2 separate regions of the Cyprinus carpio genome follow, and region 2 is linked to region 1. Evidence: chromatin contacts called from public Hi-C data. All regions are on one chromosome and are shown on one strand. The core of a region is the stretch at or near the end of the contact, and the rest is flanking DNA. Distances in the headings are between cores, read along the strand shown.

Region 1 (7,404 bases), core at 708-3,207:
ACACTGATGATAAACTGCAATAGGATCAATGAATGATGATACTGTTCTTTTGTAAACAACAACATTGACTTAAAATGAATAATGGGGATTTTCACATTAGAATAAAGTCTATTTTGTAAATGCTTGTTACAGATCATATTGTAAACAACTAATCCAACCATATGTTCGCTTTTTGATTTTTAACCTTGTAATGTTTAATTAAAATGTCATTACTAAATCTTATAGTAAAAAGGAACTTTCCGATTATTTAATGCACTTAAACCCAGGCTTGCAAGCTCACATTTAATAGCCACATCTTAAAATCTGATCAAACAATCAATCACAAATCAAAACGCACCAACATTTTTTCTTTGTATAATTAGTTACACTCAAACATGCATCACAGTATGAAAAAAAAAGACTGTTGATACTTTAATTTTAAAACATTAAACGTGTAACTGTCCTTACATTGCCATCCCATTGGAGAATTCCTCAAAAGCCTGACAGTAGATAGTGATGGCCACTCGTGCATCAGAGTCAAAGGTGAACTCCACTCCATATAAGGCCCTTGGTTTTGCACCTTCATCATCAGTAGGACTATCAGCATCATCTTTATACCTACAAATTGACAATCAAAATGTAACATTACTTAAAAGTAAATGCATCAATAACAGAATTAAAGAGACTACATACAGCACCAACTGAGATCATTTGTTCTCAAGATATGATTGATTATATTTCATATAGCAATCCTGAATCAGTACCTGACCAATCGTAACGAGTCTTTTCTGATATTGACGAGACTTCTCAATGTCTTGACTGGCTCATGGGGTGCTGGAGTAACATAGGGAAACTGTGGCAGGTAACGCAAAAATACAATACGAAATAAAGGAAACCATTAATATTAACATTTATCAGATGCTTTTATCTAAAGCCAACACAAGTTTATCTTTTTGAATTCATCAAAAAGAGACAACGACAGTGGAAACACCTCAAAACTCAGATGTACCTGCACTGGACGGTTACCGAGAAAGTTGAGATCCATGTTTTCTCCAAAAAGGTAACCCTCAGGATGAGGAGTGTCAAACTTCTCTCCTCCCATGAAAAAATGGCTGGCAAAATAGTTTCCTTGGGGAAAGAAAACAGTAATTATATAATCTGACACCTATGTATAAACAGGGGTGTTACTTTCAGTGAAGGCATCCTTTGTGATCGTTTACACTGGCATTGATTTGTACGTAGTGATCCTTTTCCATACGGATTTTTAACTACATCATTATTAGATTGATTTCATGAGCTCAGATAAGCTCCCATTAATCTATTGGAGATAAGTGCTCACAAGACAAGAGCACATAAACGTCGCCTTGCATCACCAGTCAGTCTTACCTGATTTTGGAGGATATCTGTATGCAGAATTGGCCTGGATGTCGATGTCTTCAACACCAGCGATTCTTCGACTGAGAATTGAACCCATTTCTCCAACACAGTCCGCTCAGAGCAAAATAACGTTAGCGGTTATTAGATGTGCACAACAGTCAGCTAACCAGCTAACCTTAGCCGCGTAATAACAGAAACGGCTCCGAACCGACAAAGCGTTCAAATTAACATGACACGTGTTTGATCGGCATTTCTGTTCTTCTGAGTCGGATCAGATGTGTCTCGTACAGTCGTATTTATGTGATGTTCAGCTCAGTCAGCTGGTTCAGGCTTGACACACTGGCTAACTGACTAGCAAGCCAGACCCTAGCTAGTTTGTTCGCCTGTCACGACACCTACTACAACAAGATGCGAACGGGCACAAAACACACAAAAGTGAATCATAAAAGGCGAGATAAAAGACCTGCAGATAATTCTGTCGCTGGTGTTTCCTCTAAAATATAACAGCCGCGTTCTTCGTGAGAACACAACACAGGGAAATCGCTGTTGCGAGGCGACCCCGAGAGGGTTGTAGAATATCGCCACGTGATTGGCTGAGCTCGTCACGAGAAGCGTATGCTCGTCCAATCAAAAGAGCTCAAGCTTCCGCGATTGGCTGAGCTGGCCATGAGAGGTCTGTTGTCATCTGATCGAGAGAACACAAGCTTCATTTGTCATCTCACTCTAGACAGTAATATATTTTTGGAAGCCTAAATATCTGTAATATCTATAAATATGCACTCTCTATTCTTTTTTTATTCTAACTGATTGTTTTCTTTTTAATTATTATAAACAATTACCCTCTAACACCAGCATTCTCTATTCTTTTTCTATTTTATTATTATTATTATTATTATTATTATTATTATTATTATTAAAAAAAGACACTCTAACACTGGCGTTCCATATTCTTTTTCTATATATATATATATATATATATATATATATATATTATATATATATCTCTATTTTTTTTTTTTTTTTTTTTTTTTAAAAGACCCTCTAACACTGGCGTCCCATGTTCTTTTTCGATTCTATCAACTTGTTTTCTTTTAAAATATTAAAAAAATCCACAATGACTGCTCCTGGCAGCAGTGATGCATTGCTTACAGTTTATATTAAAATGGCAATATTTATGAAATGAAGGGACATTTCCTTGTTCAGTGGTCAAAATATAATTGAAATCACATTTGTTATTACCGGTATCTATGAATAAAAAAACGGGGGACAACACATTTTTGTATGATGATGGTTTTACTATTATTTATTATTATTATTATTATTATTATTTGTAATTCAGGGTTTTTTTATTTTAAAAATAGCATATATGTTGCAATAAACAAGAAAATGTATCTAACAGCTATTACCTCCTCCCCCAACCCACCACACATCAAGAGTTTAAAAATAAATAAAATTATTATTATTATTATGTCTGACCCTAACTGATTGTAATATAGGCCTACTATTCACCAAAAATCATTTCATTTTCACAAATCGTGAATATACAGTAATTACAACTTTAACTTTTTCAGTGTTATTTTATGTTTGTGATCTTTGGACATGGATGTACTATTTCAAGTTAGAGATTATTTAGCATTTGAAGGCTCATTCTGAGCACAATCTATGTGCTTTCTTCAAATATAACTCTTCCAAGTGTAATTGTTTACTTAGCCTATTTATACCCACGTTTCTAATGCTATTTTTGAATATATAGACACATTTATGTCATTTAAGGCAAGTAACATGGCCATTAAGAAAGGTATTACCAAACAACTTAACAATATTACACATGAGCATGCCAAAAACTCTTTATTTGATCTGAGGACAAAATGCAAAATTTAACTTATTATAGGCCTGACAATGGATGTGGTGAAGAATGCAGAAAAGATGAAAACTAATGATAAATCCCAGTAGTGGTGAGACCTTGATGTAAAGTCAGCTTGTAAGAATTGAACATAAATTTCATATGCGTGGAAACCATATGTCAAAGGGGTCTTATCATGCAATTTCAAGTTCTCCTTTCTCTTTGGAGTGTTACAAGCTCTTGGTGCATAAAGAAGACATGTAAAGTTGCAAAGACTAAAGTCTCAAACCCAAAGAGATATTCTTTGTCAACTCTAAACAGGCTCTCATGTCTTGACTACAAATCCCAGAGTTCCTCTCTGACGCAGATGTCCATCAGTCGGGGCTAAGTGGGACGGCTCAACTGAACTCACAACATTTTTTTTGTTTTTGTTTCCAGTCGACAAGTTGATGTTTGAGTGCGGCGTTTTTGAAAAACTGCAAGCTGAAGCTTTGAAACTGACGAAATCCCACAGGTCTCTGAACTAAATATGGACGAGCTAAGGCATCAAGTAATGATAAATCAGTTTGTTCTTACAGCCGGATGTGCAGCGGATCAAGCAAAGCGGCTTCTACAAGCTTCACACTGGCAGTTTGAGGTATGTTTGTATGTTTGTTTGTTAAGGGAACATCAAACTGAACGTCTTGTGGCACAGCAAAAAAAATAGCACAAATCACTATTATACACTTTTAGTTTATTTATATACATATATATAGACATAATTTATGATCATGCGAGACAAACACCAGACAGCAATCAATCTATACTGATACAGTCTTATAAACAAGACAATGAAGCACATAATAAATCATTTTAAACGGGGTTAAAAAAAAAATCGGCTTCTATAAGCTGATAGGCTTCTATATCGGTCTATAAAGTTATTTTTAATGTTATATTGAAAGCCCTCCAATAAACATTTGCATACTTCCTCTAGTATTTCTGAATTAACGTACTAATAACTCTTTTATTATGGTGTTGCAGACTGCTCTCAGTACATTTTTCCAAGAGGCTAATATTCCTTACAGCCATCAAATGGTGAGTATGATTTTTTTTTTTTTTATTCCGTAGTTTATTGGGTTTTTCATATCTGTTATTATGACTTCCGCCATGTTGAAACCACGAGTCAGACAAAAATAAACACAGGCTGACATGTTTCTAGCGAAGGCTACATTTATGTCATTTAAAATGCGCAACTTTGTAGTTTAAGCACCTATAGTCTCCCGTGGGTAGTTGATTCAATACGTTGATATTTAATATGATACAATAATCTGGACTCATGGGACTTGCGTTTTTGCAAACGTGTCCAAAGTCGTGGGGGAGGGCGATTCCAGGAAAAAGAGAGAACGCGCTCGACTTGGCACTAAAACAATAAGATCGGTACGATAGGAACGCGGTGTAGCATGTTCAAAACCTCACTGGCTTTAATACCCACATGTTAATTTTTTTTAGCAGATATTTGAAATGAAAGGAAGTTGTTTGGAGTTACTCAGAAGTAGTAATACTACCGGTCACATGCAAAGCGAATCAAATTTAGTTAACCCCTCGGAAAGCACCTCATTTGCTTCTCACTTACAAATGCACATACTAGTTTTTTGCAAAGTAAGAAAGTTTACCTCATGAAATGAGCATCGCTTAGATGATGCAATATTTAAATGAGGTACAGTACACCCACACGAGACTTGTGGACTCATATCAGTATTTTAGAAAAGGCTATTTTATTCTTCAGGGCGCTGCTGTGGTGAAGTCACGAGCGCCACGCGATTGACTGCGTTTATAATTACTAACATGTGTAATTAATGCATTTCATTCATATATTGTCAGTGTCTTACAGTACATCTAAGCAAAGAATATGCCAAATAAAAAAACAACAACAATCAAATCAGATTCTGATTATAGTAAAAATTAGGAGAAAGGTAATGTATGATGTAATTTTTGGTGAACATGGGCGTGTATATATTTGCTTAAATGTTTGGGCCCCTGAGAGCGTGAGAAGACGGGTGATTTATACTGCAAGAATGATGTGTGTGTGACTTTGACAGGAAAGCAGAGACGAGTTACACTTTCGAATGACAGAGTATTGTTTGAGCTCTTCTCGAGAAAAGCCTTTATGCTCATGCAGCTTTCAGTTTCAAACTAAGTCTCATTATTATTCTCATAGTTAAACAGTAAGGATGTCCCAGGGTGTGTGAGGGGTGTTCGCTGCAGTTGATAGAACTTGATAGAACTTTGATCCGCTGAAAGAATATAATGATATACTTGTGATTTACAAAATATTTTATCAGACATGGCTACTTTTAAATTACTGTCAATGGACAAATCAGATCTTTGCCTGTGTATTGGTATAGTTTTAAAATTTTAATTTTAATATAATATAATTTTAATTTTATAATTTTGCCATCTACAGAAACTAAACCAATCCCTAATGAGTATTTATAAAAGCCCTCAGAGCTGCTGAGTGTAATAACTGCTTAAAATGGATTTAACAATCAACTTTTTACATAACTATTTACAAAACAGATGTTCTTGACTTGAGAAATTAATGAAATGATTTTATCATTTTTATTTTATTGTGGCATGATATGACAAAACTAGTCCAGGTATTCAGGAAATCAGTTGCCCGAGAGAATCAGTTATAGAACTGATCAAAACGTAAGATTTTATTATTCTTTTAAATATATTTGAAAGTCTCTTATGTTCACCCAGGCATTATTTAAACACAATAGAGTAAAATCGGTAATATTAAACATTTTATTACAATTCAAAATGGCTGTCAGTATATTTTAAAGTTTTATATATTCCCGTGATGCAAAGCTGAATTTTCTGCATCAGTCTTCCGTGTCTTATAATCCTTCAGAAATCATTCTAATATGATGAATTTGTGATCAAGAAACATTTGTACTATTATCATTGATAAAACAGTTGTGCTGCTTAATAATTTTGAGGCATTTTCAAACAGAAATCTTTTGTAACATTATAAATGTTTTTACTGTCACTTTGGATCAGTTTAACACAGCCTTGCTGAATAAAAGTAATAATGTATACAGTTTAGCATTCATTATGAAACAATATTTGAATACAGTGTTGCGACTGACCAATCGTATATAAAATACAGGTCTTAGATTCATTAAATTCTAATTTGTTTTGAACAACAGAAGCACAATATGTCACAAAAGTTTTTCACTGATTATCTTCCTAAAGCTGGCCTCTGAACGACTAAATGTTGCTATAGTAACATTTGTGTTACTGCATCAGGTCTGGTGTTTATTCAGGAAAGGTGGCCAGTCATTGTATCATGTCCTGTTTGTCCAAAGGTCTACAACCTCAGTGTCTAACACATTTCAAGAACTTCCTAAATTCCTTGTTTCAGAAAGTGACTCTGTTGCTGGAATTCTGCAAATTCTCCATTCAGTGTACATGGTTGTAAAAAAACTGCTTTGTGAAACTGAGGGTTGTGGGTTAAACCCGTGCCAGATTTAAATTGCTTCTCTCTTTGTTTCCAGATGTGCACTCCAGCCAACACACCAGCGACACCCCCCAACTTCCCAGATGCCCTAGCCATGTTCTCTCGTCTTAAAGCCTCCGAGAGCTTCGGCAACAGCAGTCCCATCGCTTCTATGGCCACGTCACCAGTTCCTCACACCAACTGGGCCATGAGCCCTCCGGCAACCCCTGGTCACCAGGGGCGATGGACTCCGGGTCAGCTCATGCCCCAAGCACCCTCACCAGGCTGGCCGGCAGCAGTGACTCAGCAAGCCTCTGCTGAGCATGCTAGTATCATCATGGAGGCCGAGAGATAGAGACTGCTTTAACTAGCCATCACACCTTACAGGAAGAGGAGGATGGACCTTCCTCTTGAAGACTTCGGCAGTTGTGGAGGTAAAACAGTGCGGCGAGAGCGCTGGGTTGCAGTGAACGGTGCTGGAACAGAGTGTGGCCTCTTCTCTGGGGTCACAGGAGATCTGGGACTCTTTTTAAATTGCTTTTCTTTTGGCGACTAACCAAAAAAGATGGACAGAATGAATAGCATATTCACAGAAAACCTCAGACAAATGAATGTGTTACTGAATATTGTCAGTTCTCAACTAATGGTGAATACTCTATTTTGCACTGTGTACTAAACCGCTGCAGTGGAACTAATAGTTACTCACCGTCATGTCATTTTGAAC
Region 2 (7,016 bases), core at 2,301-4,800, 52 kb after region 1:
GCTCCCCAGCAGCTACAGCAAAATATGATCTTTCAGTTTCTCAAAACATGAAACCAGCCTGACCTCTCATAGTTTCACAGGGGCAGTACAGCTGCAGTTCATAAAGAGCACATGAATACAAGAATTGTTCATGAAAACCTTCTGCAAGGATGTCCAGAACAATAGCGCCATCTAGTAATTCAAGTTAAAAATGTAAATTTTTTAAAGCTTTATAGCTGTATTTCTATAGACTTTGTTTACCTACATCCTAAACCTACACGGACATTGTTTCGATCCTTTAAATTAAGTTTTAAGGGGATGGGGAATTCCTAATGCAAAATGTGTGCTCATTTTAATTACCCCTCAAAATGCTCCTAATAGATCCCAACTTGGGTCAGTTTTTTTGTTTTGCCATATCGATTCTTCATTTAGTTTAATGCCGTGCTTAGATTTTGTTGTTTTACCCTTTAGCTAGACTTTAAGTTAATTTATAGTTACCTTCCCTCGAGCTGTAATTTTGCCAAATTATGCAAAGGTGTGAAAATATTTTAAATTGTGTGCAGTACAATACAACAGTACAATACAGTACAATACAACAATAACTACAATATGGTAGCTGAATCAGGCTTTAACTCGAATAATAACAATAAACGCAATGTTTTGTTTGTACTTTAGCTGCAAACGTAGATAAAACTGAAGGCTACAAATACAGAAAGAAGACATTATTTTCACCACACAAGATGGCGCCAGTATGCCAACACTCAATACGGTCACTAATACGTGTAGCAGATTTACGTGATTTTCTGTGATTTGGTTCATTCGGTGGTTGCTAACAGGCGGTTTGTCCAATAGTATAGGGTGATCCAAACATCCAACAGTTTCATGTTTCTCCAGGATTTAGGAAAGATCAGCAATGGCAACCGCAAGAACCTCAGACAACCATTCTGGTTGTGAAAGTGTGGTTAGACTCATGAGGACATGATTAAGTATGTCAAACAGACTTCTTCAGGTCTTTTCTGTGAGTTTTTCATGTCTTTAATGTTTTTACACTCTACCTCAGTGATGCAGAAAGTTGTTGAGCTATCTGAGAGACTTATAAAAACCCCTTTACCAACTTTTGTGATCAACCATGAAAAACATGAAAAATATTTTCAGGTTTATGGGCAAGTTCTATAGACTAATTCAAAGGCATTCTAAAAAACAGAATTATACTTGATTTACAGTAGGCCTACTGAGATTACGATCTACTGAGATGGGGGTTGTAGTAGTTTCCACTACTTGCAGCCCCCACAGTTCAATCTGATTATATCTACCAGTGGAAATATAGATACGTTTCACAAGTTTTACCCAAAATAGCAATTAAATGCCTTATTATTGAGGAGGACTTTGTCACAGGATGCTAAACATGTTGAACTGTTTTTTTTCTTTATACTTTAAACCCAGAGAGAGTGTCTTTAACTTTTGTTTGTTTGTTTTGGGTGGGCTCCACAGTGTGTTTTGCAGATGGACATACAGTACTCTCACGAGTCCCTCCATCCCGTTAATACGAGTTTTACTCTCTCGCCACAGAGTTGCTATTTTGTATGTTTTTTTTTCTACCCTCGTTTTGCCACATTCCTGAAAGTATCTTAATGCCATTTGTTAGAGAAAGCCAAACTCAGTTTGATTTTAAGAAAAGCTCATTGATACGCCTCCCTACAACCATTTCAAATTCATGTGTATATATATATATATATATATATATATATATATATATATAAAGACTGAATGAAAGGTGCTGGTTTTTATCAGAAGGACTAACATGGTATGCCAACAGGCTAAAAGTTTTGTGGCTTTGGTCATTCCCCAGTGTCCCTTTCCAGCCCTGCGCTGAGACAGAGATTAAAGGCAGTGGGCCTGTTTTTCTCAGACTCAGACTAAATCCCACCCTCTCTTCTTCCTGTGAGAACACTCTGTCTCAGACAGCTCTTGTACTCTCTCCGAGGGAGAAAGTAAGGTCAAGCGGACCTGCACTTGAGAGTTGCTGTGGATTCTCCCTTGGGGAAGATGCAGCACTTGTCTCTGACGATACAGCTCTCAGAAAGATCATGGAAATGGGTGAAGGAGAAAAGCCAGAACAGCATCACCTAAAGATCAGCTCGGGGCCTTTTACAAGAGCAATCGACTTTGGAATTGGAGGAATTTGAGGCAAATGGACACCATTTGAGCACTGAAATTTGAGTGGATGCTTTGCACAGCTCAGATACCCATGTCTTGCCTCTCATCAACCTTCCCCACAGCCTTAATAAAACAAACAGGTCACGTGGTCAGGTCACATTCCCATGAGTTTATCTGACGATTAAAGATCTGGCCCACTGAAAAGCCATTAATAAAGATGGCCATCCTTTTAAAATCACATCTACACCTCTTTTCGTTCACTTTGTGGTGTAAATGGCATGGGAATCTGAATACAAACTGAACCAGGCTGAGAAAAGAATTTGTCTCTCTGTCCCTTTGACCTTCAGCCGTGCCGATCGGGGATCAGCAGCTTGTGATTGCGGTGGGAGACGAGTATATAAAAAGGGACAGAGACTACAGACTCGAACCTTTCCCTCTCAAAGGCCCCCAGGGCATCGTTAGGACTCCCGCGAGAGGGGTACTTCCAATGCTGGGTACGGCCATTGAAGAGCGCATCTGGAAAGCATTAGTCTATTATTGCCCATGCAGGGCTGAGAGAGAAGGCCTTTCTCATGGGGAGGGTGCGAGTTTCTCCCGTCATTATTCCACTGCAGCATGGATCTGAAATAGTGTGAGGTCAAACGTGTGTGCGTGAGAGGCAGCTAGCGTACGAAACAGATGAAGAGATACGTAAGCGTCTGTTATCTGACTCTTTGTTCGTAGGACTGATATTTTCATTTTGGAGCAGGAAGTAGAAAGCGGCATCCTTGGCAACAGAGCTCTTCCATCTGGACCATGAGATCGAACAAGATGGCTTTGTATGCTTGAGTCGCCTCCATCTAAAAGGAGCCACCCACTGGAGTGGCGTGCCAGGTGCTCGGCCTCGATCCTCAGCGACATCAGCCCAGCTGCGACAGGACGCCCCATACAGAGTCTGTAACTGGGCTTATTTCATTGAACGTTGCACAGACAGTACATTCATGCGAGCGATTTGGCCTTCATCTGGTTTGGATTTGTTAAAAGGCTTAGTATTCTCTCAGTTTTTGTCCCGCACCATCTGCATCATGAACGTTGAGCCTGAGGGGTGGATGGGAAGATACTACAGCGCCATTCATTATTTCAATATATCCATCAGCAATATGGACCCTCCCTCCTGTAAGATGTTGCTCGAGGTCCCATCTGCAACGACGGACAATCACAACTTGATCTCACACTCAGTGTTACTGAAAATTTCCACCCCATAATGTGAAATCACACTGAGTTTGGGCTGAACGCCCAGAGCCTGGACGATACCGTCCTCACAGTCACCTCCAAACCCCCCTGCCAAGCCCAGTTCCGTCACTCCTCCACCGCCCCCCTCATTCATCCCCTCCATCTCCTTCCCAAGACTCTCTGACTATACCAGCCCCCGCTCTTCTCTGGCCTTGGCTGGGCTGTTATTGAGCGGGAGGCATTTCACAGACATTCCCTCAGAGAATAGTGACCTCATCACCAAGCAGGAAGTCAAGAGGTTCAAGTTCTCCTTGTGAAAGTAATCCCACACTTCCCTGAATATTTCATCTGGTGGTGGTGGGGGCCAGTAGAGCGTTGGGAGATGGATTTGGGGGTGTTAGAAAGCTCCAACTTTGTATTTTCTCACTTTTGCCACATCGTCAGTGTTGGATGCTAATTCCTTTCTCTTCACCTCATAAAGAAAATAATTTCAACACTGGGCTCTGTAGCATCTGGAAACGTGGCAGCAGACGTGGTGGGAGCTAGAGAGGCCTGTGTAAGAGGAGAATGACAAAGGAAGGCCAGAAGACATGTTGTAATGAAGTCTTATTCTCGACGGACGCGTTTCAGAACAAATCATGTGTGTATTCACGCAGCACTGATGGAGCGTGTCTGGTCTCATAATACCCTAATGAGAGAAACAGAATGTCTAGAGCATCATGTAAACTATTTACCAAAGCACATTTTTATGCACTGCATGTATGCAAGCTTTTTTTGGCAGGTTCATTGGAACTCAATTTGGACGAGATTAAAAACACCCCCAACTTAAACTTTTATTAAACACTCCCTTGAACTGTATTTCGCCTTGAAGCATCCAAACTGAATTTTTTGCAATTTTAAAGTTCTCTTTAATTTGAAGATTACATTACAGTGATTAAACACTATTTTATATGTACTTAATTTGTTTGTATAAAAAAAATTAAAAAGCCAGTGACATGAATATGCTGCATAAAGGCAACACAAACAGGAAAGAGACAAAGAAGTTTATTGATTTCAAACAAGTTTCCAGATGCTTTAAGGAGATTATGATAATACTTTCAAGACAGATAAATAAGGCAACTGGTATCCAAAGCCTCAGGTTACACTTTACCTTCTTAGAGACACAGCTCAGATGAACGCACTAAGCCACGGGTTCTTTTGCAGACACCTGCCCTTTATTTGATAATTCACCACAGCCAGGTAGTGACGATTACATGCAGGCAGGTTTCTATCAGACTTCCCGCTGACGCTGCAAGAAACCGTACATGCAAATATTTGAATTCACACTTCCCCAGAAGCGTAAGTCTGGTCTAGACCACTCCTACATGCTTAAAAAAAAAGCCCTGCCAGAAAACACACCAATTAAGAGAGAGAAAGCAACAGAAGAAAAAATATTTCTATCTGAGCTTGCCAGGACTGGTCTGAGCTCAGATACAGAGGAATCAATGAAAAGACATAATCTCACAGTTTATTGACATTAAAACATTACATTATACCTCAAAACCTCAATATGTTTTAGATGTTATTCAACACTTATTCTTAGAAAACATACACCGTTTGAAATGAACATACGTATATGGCATACCACACCACAACTGTACCACACACAGTGTGAGTACAAAAAGTAGGCTGTAGACCAAAAACCAGTGAAAGCATTCAGTATGAGTGGCATGTTTGATCGGCAGAACGATTTTTGGTGTAAAAAAAAAAAAAGTATAAAAGACTTTCTGTTAATGAGACACAGGGACAAACCCTCTGTCTGCATAACAGCGCATCATGTGGGGGCTTATTGTGTTGTGGAGGACTTTCCAACTTAGTTTCATCTGTGCTGTGATTCAGTCAGTTGCGAAATGGGCCTTTCAAATAAAAAGCAGTGCAAAAACTGGCTGTACATTCTGAGATAACCCATAAACCACACAATGAGATCATTCAGCTCGTATCATCCAACAGTGAACAATCTAAAATCATGATGGACTGTGCTGCCCTGTGCCCGGGGAGACTGGAGCTGGGAATTAGTGAAATGTATTAGACATTAGATTGCCGCTCAACTCATTACTCTGCAGCTGCTGTCTCTTAGTCCCTCTCACAAGGCCTCCTCCACAAATCCATGATCTTACTAGGAAAGTAAGAGCAGCACTGGGCCAAGGACAAACACAATAGTGCACATTTTGGACTATATTACCAGTGTGATAAAAACTGAAACTGAATTTTTGTAACATGGGGGTGGTGGATGGAAAAACAGGGGAGAGGAAGATGAAGGAGACCAAAGAGACGTGGGGGGGGGGGGGGGTGGGGGAAGTAAAAGTGAGATGGAAAAAAAGATGGCTGAATAAAAAGGAGAAAGTAAGAAAACAGGAACTAGAGAGAGATGAATCATTAGAGAAGAAAGGAGAGAAGGAGGAAAGAACATGGTGTTTGTGTGACTGGAGATGGGAGGTTTGATAAGTTTCGAAAGGCTGACTGAGATTGACGACTCTATGTAGAGGCATTTTTTGAGGGGGCTTCAGTGGTGGTCTTGACTCATATGTGAGACAAGATATGACTAAAGAAAAAAAACATTACATTTCTTATGCTAAAACTTTTGGCAGTATTCCCCGTTAGAAAAAAGAACAACATAATACGCTGTGTATTTCAAAATATAAGTAAAACACCAGAGAAGAATGAATACAGACAATTCCTTCATATTAACACAGTACATTGAGCCCTATTTTATATATATATATATATATATATATATATATATAATATATATATATATATATATATATATATATATATATATATATATATATATATATATATATACACACACACACACAAAAGTTTGGGGTCTGTAATTTATTTTTATATTTTTGTAGAAAGTCTCTTATGCTCATCAATGCTGCATTTATTTGATTAAAAAAACCTAAATAAATAAAAAAAAAAACAGTAATATTGTGAAATATCATTCTGATTTATACATTTATTACAATTTATATATTTAAAAAATGGAATTTATTTCCATAATCAGTAATATGCTGATTTGTTGCTCAAGAATCATCTGTTAAGATTATCAGTGTTGAAACTGCATGTATTTGAAACAAATAAACATTTTTTAATAATATATATATATATATATATATATATATATATATATATATATATATATATATATATATATATATATATATATACACATATATACATATATACAGTACAGACCAAAAGTTTGGAAACATTACTATTTTATAATGTTTTTGAAAGAAGTTTCTTCTGCTCATCAAGCCTGCATTTATTTGATCAAAAATACAGAAAAAAAAAATGTAATATTGTGATATATTATTACAATTTAAAATAATTGTTTTTAAATTTATTATACTTTAAATTATCATTTATTTCTGTGATACAAAGCTGAATTTTTAGGATCATTATCAGATGATCCTTTAGAAATCATTCTAATATGATGATTCATTATCAAAGTTTGAAACAGTTCTGCTGCTTAATATTTTTTCAGAACGTGATACTTTTTTAGGATACTTTGATGAATAAAAAGTAAAAAAAAAAAAAAAAAAAAAAAGAAGCTATGTTTTTAAAATATAAATATTTTGTAATAATATACACTACTTTTTTTTTTAATAAAATCAATACTT

Evidence for each region. Hi-C and Micro-C count contacts between places; a contact is called where the count stands out from the background.
Region 2: a Hi-C map of skeletal muscle shows a contact between it and region 1, with 2.5 times the contacts expected there. The contact joins the enhancer-like site here to the promoter of LOC109056928 in region 1. A contact is called at or near these places in 5 of 8 Hi-C or Micro-C datasets (liver and skeletal muscle).

The regions. Positions count from the first base shown.
Region 1 is chrB3:12,035,935-12,043,338 of ASM1834038v1, forward strand. LOC109056928 (probable E3 ubiquitin-protein ligase MGRN1) reads right to left here and starts at 1,958. Exons shown (of 16, transcript XM_042719718.1): 1 at 1,366-1,958; 2 at 989-1,107; 3 at 744-832; 4 at 448-597. The coding sequence starts at 1,453. LOC109065877 (UBA-like domain-containing protein 1) reads left to right here and starts at 3,568. Exons shown (of 3, transcript XM_042719720.1): 1 at 3,568-3,836; 2 at 4,220-4,273; 3 at 6,739-7,404. The coding sequence starts at 3,729. The coding sequence ends at 7,035.
Region 2 is chrB3:12,086,646-12,093,661 of ASM1834038v1, forward strand. No RefSeq gene overlaps it. Among protein-coding and RNA genes, the nearest start is that of LOC109092109, 15 kb to the left of the region's middle. Within about 2 kb of position 3,551, at least 2 of the 8 cell types and tissues checked have an H3K27ac peak or open chromatin away from gene starts, as enhancers often do. A contact at or near this core is called in skeletal muscle, where this site is marked.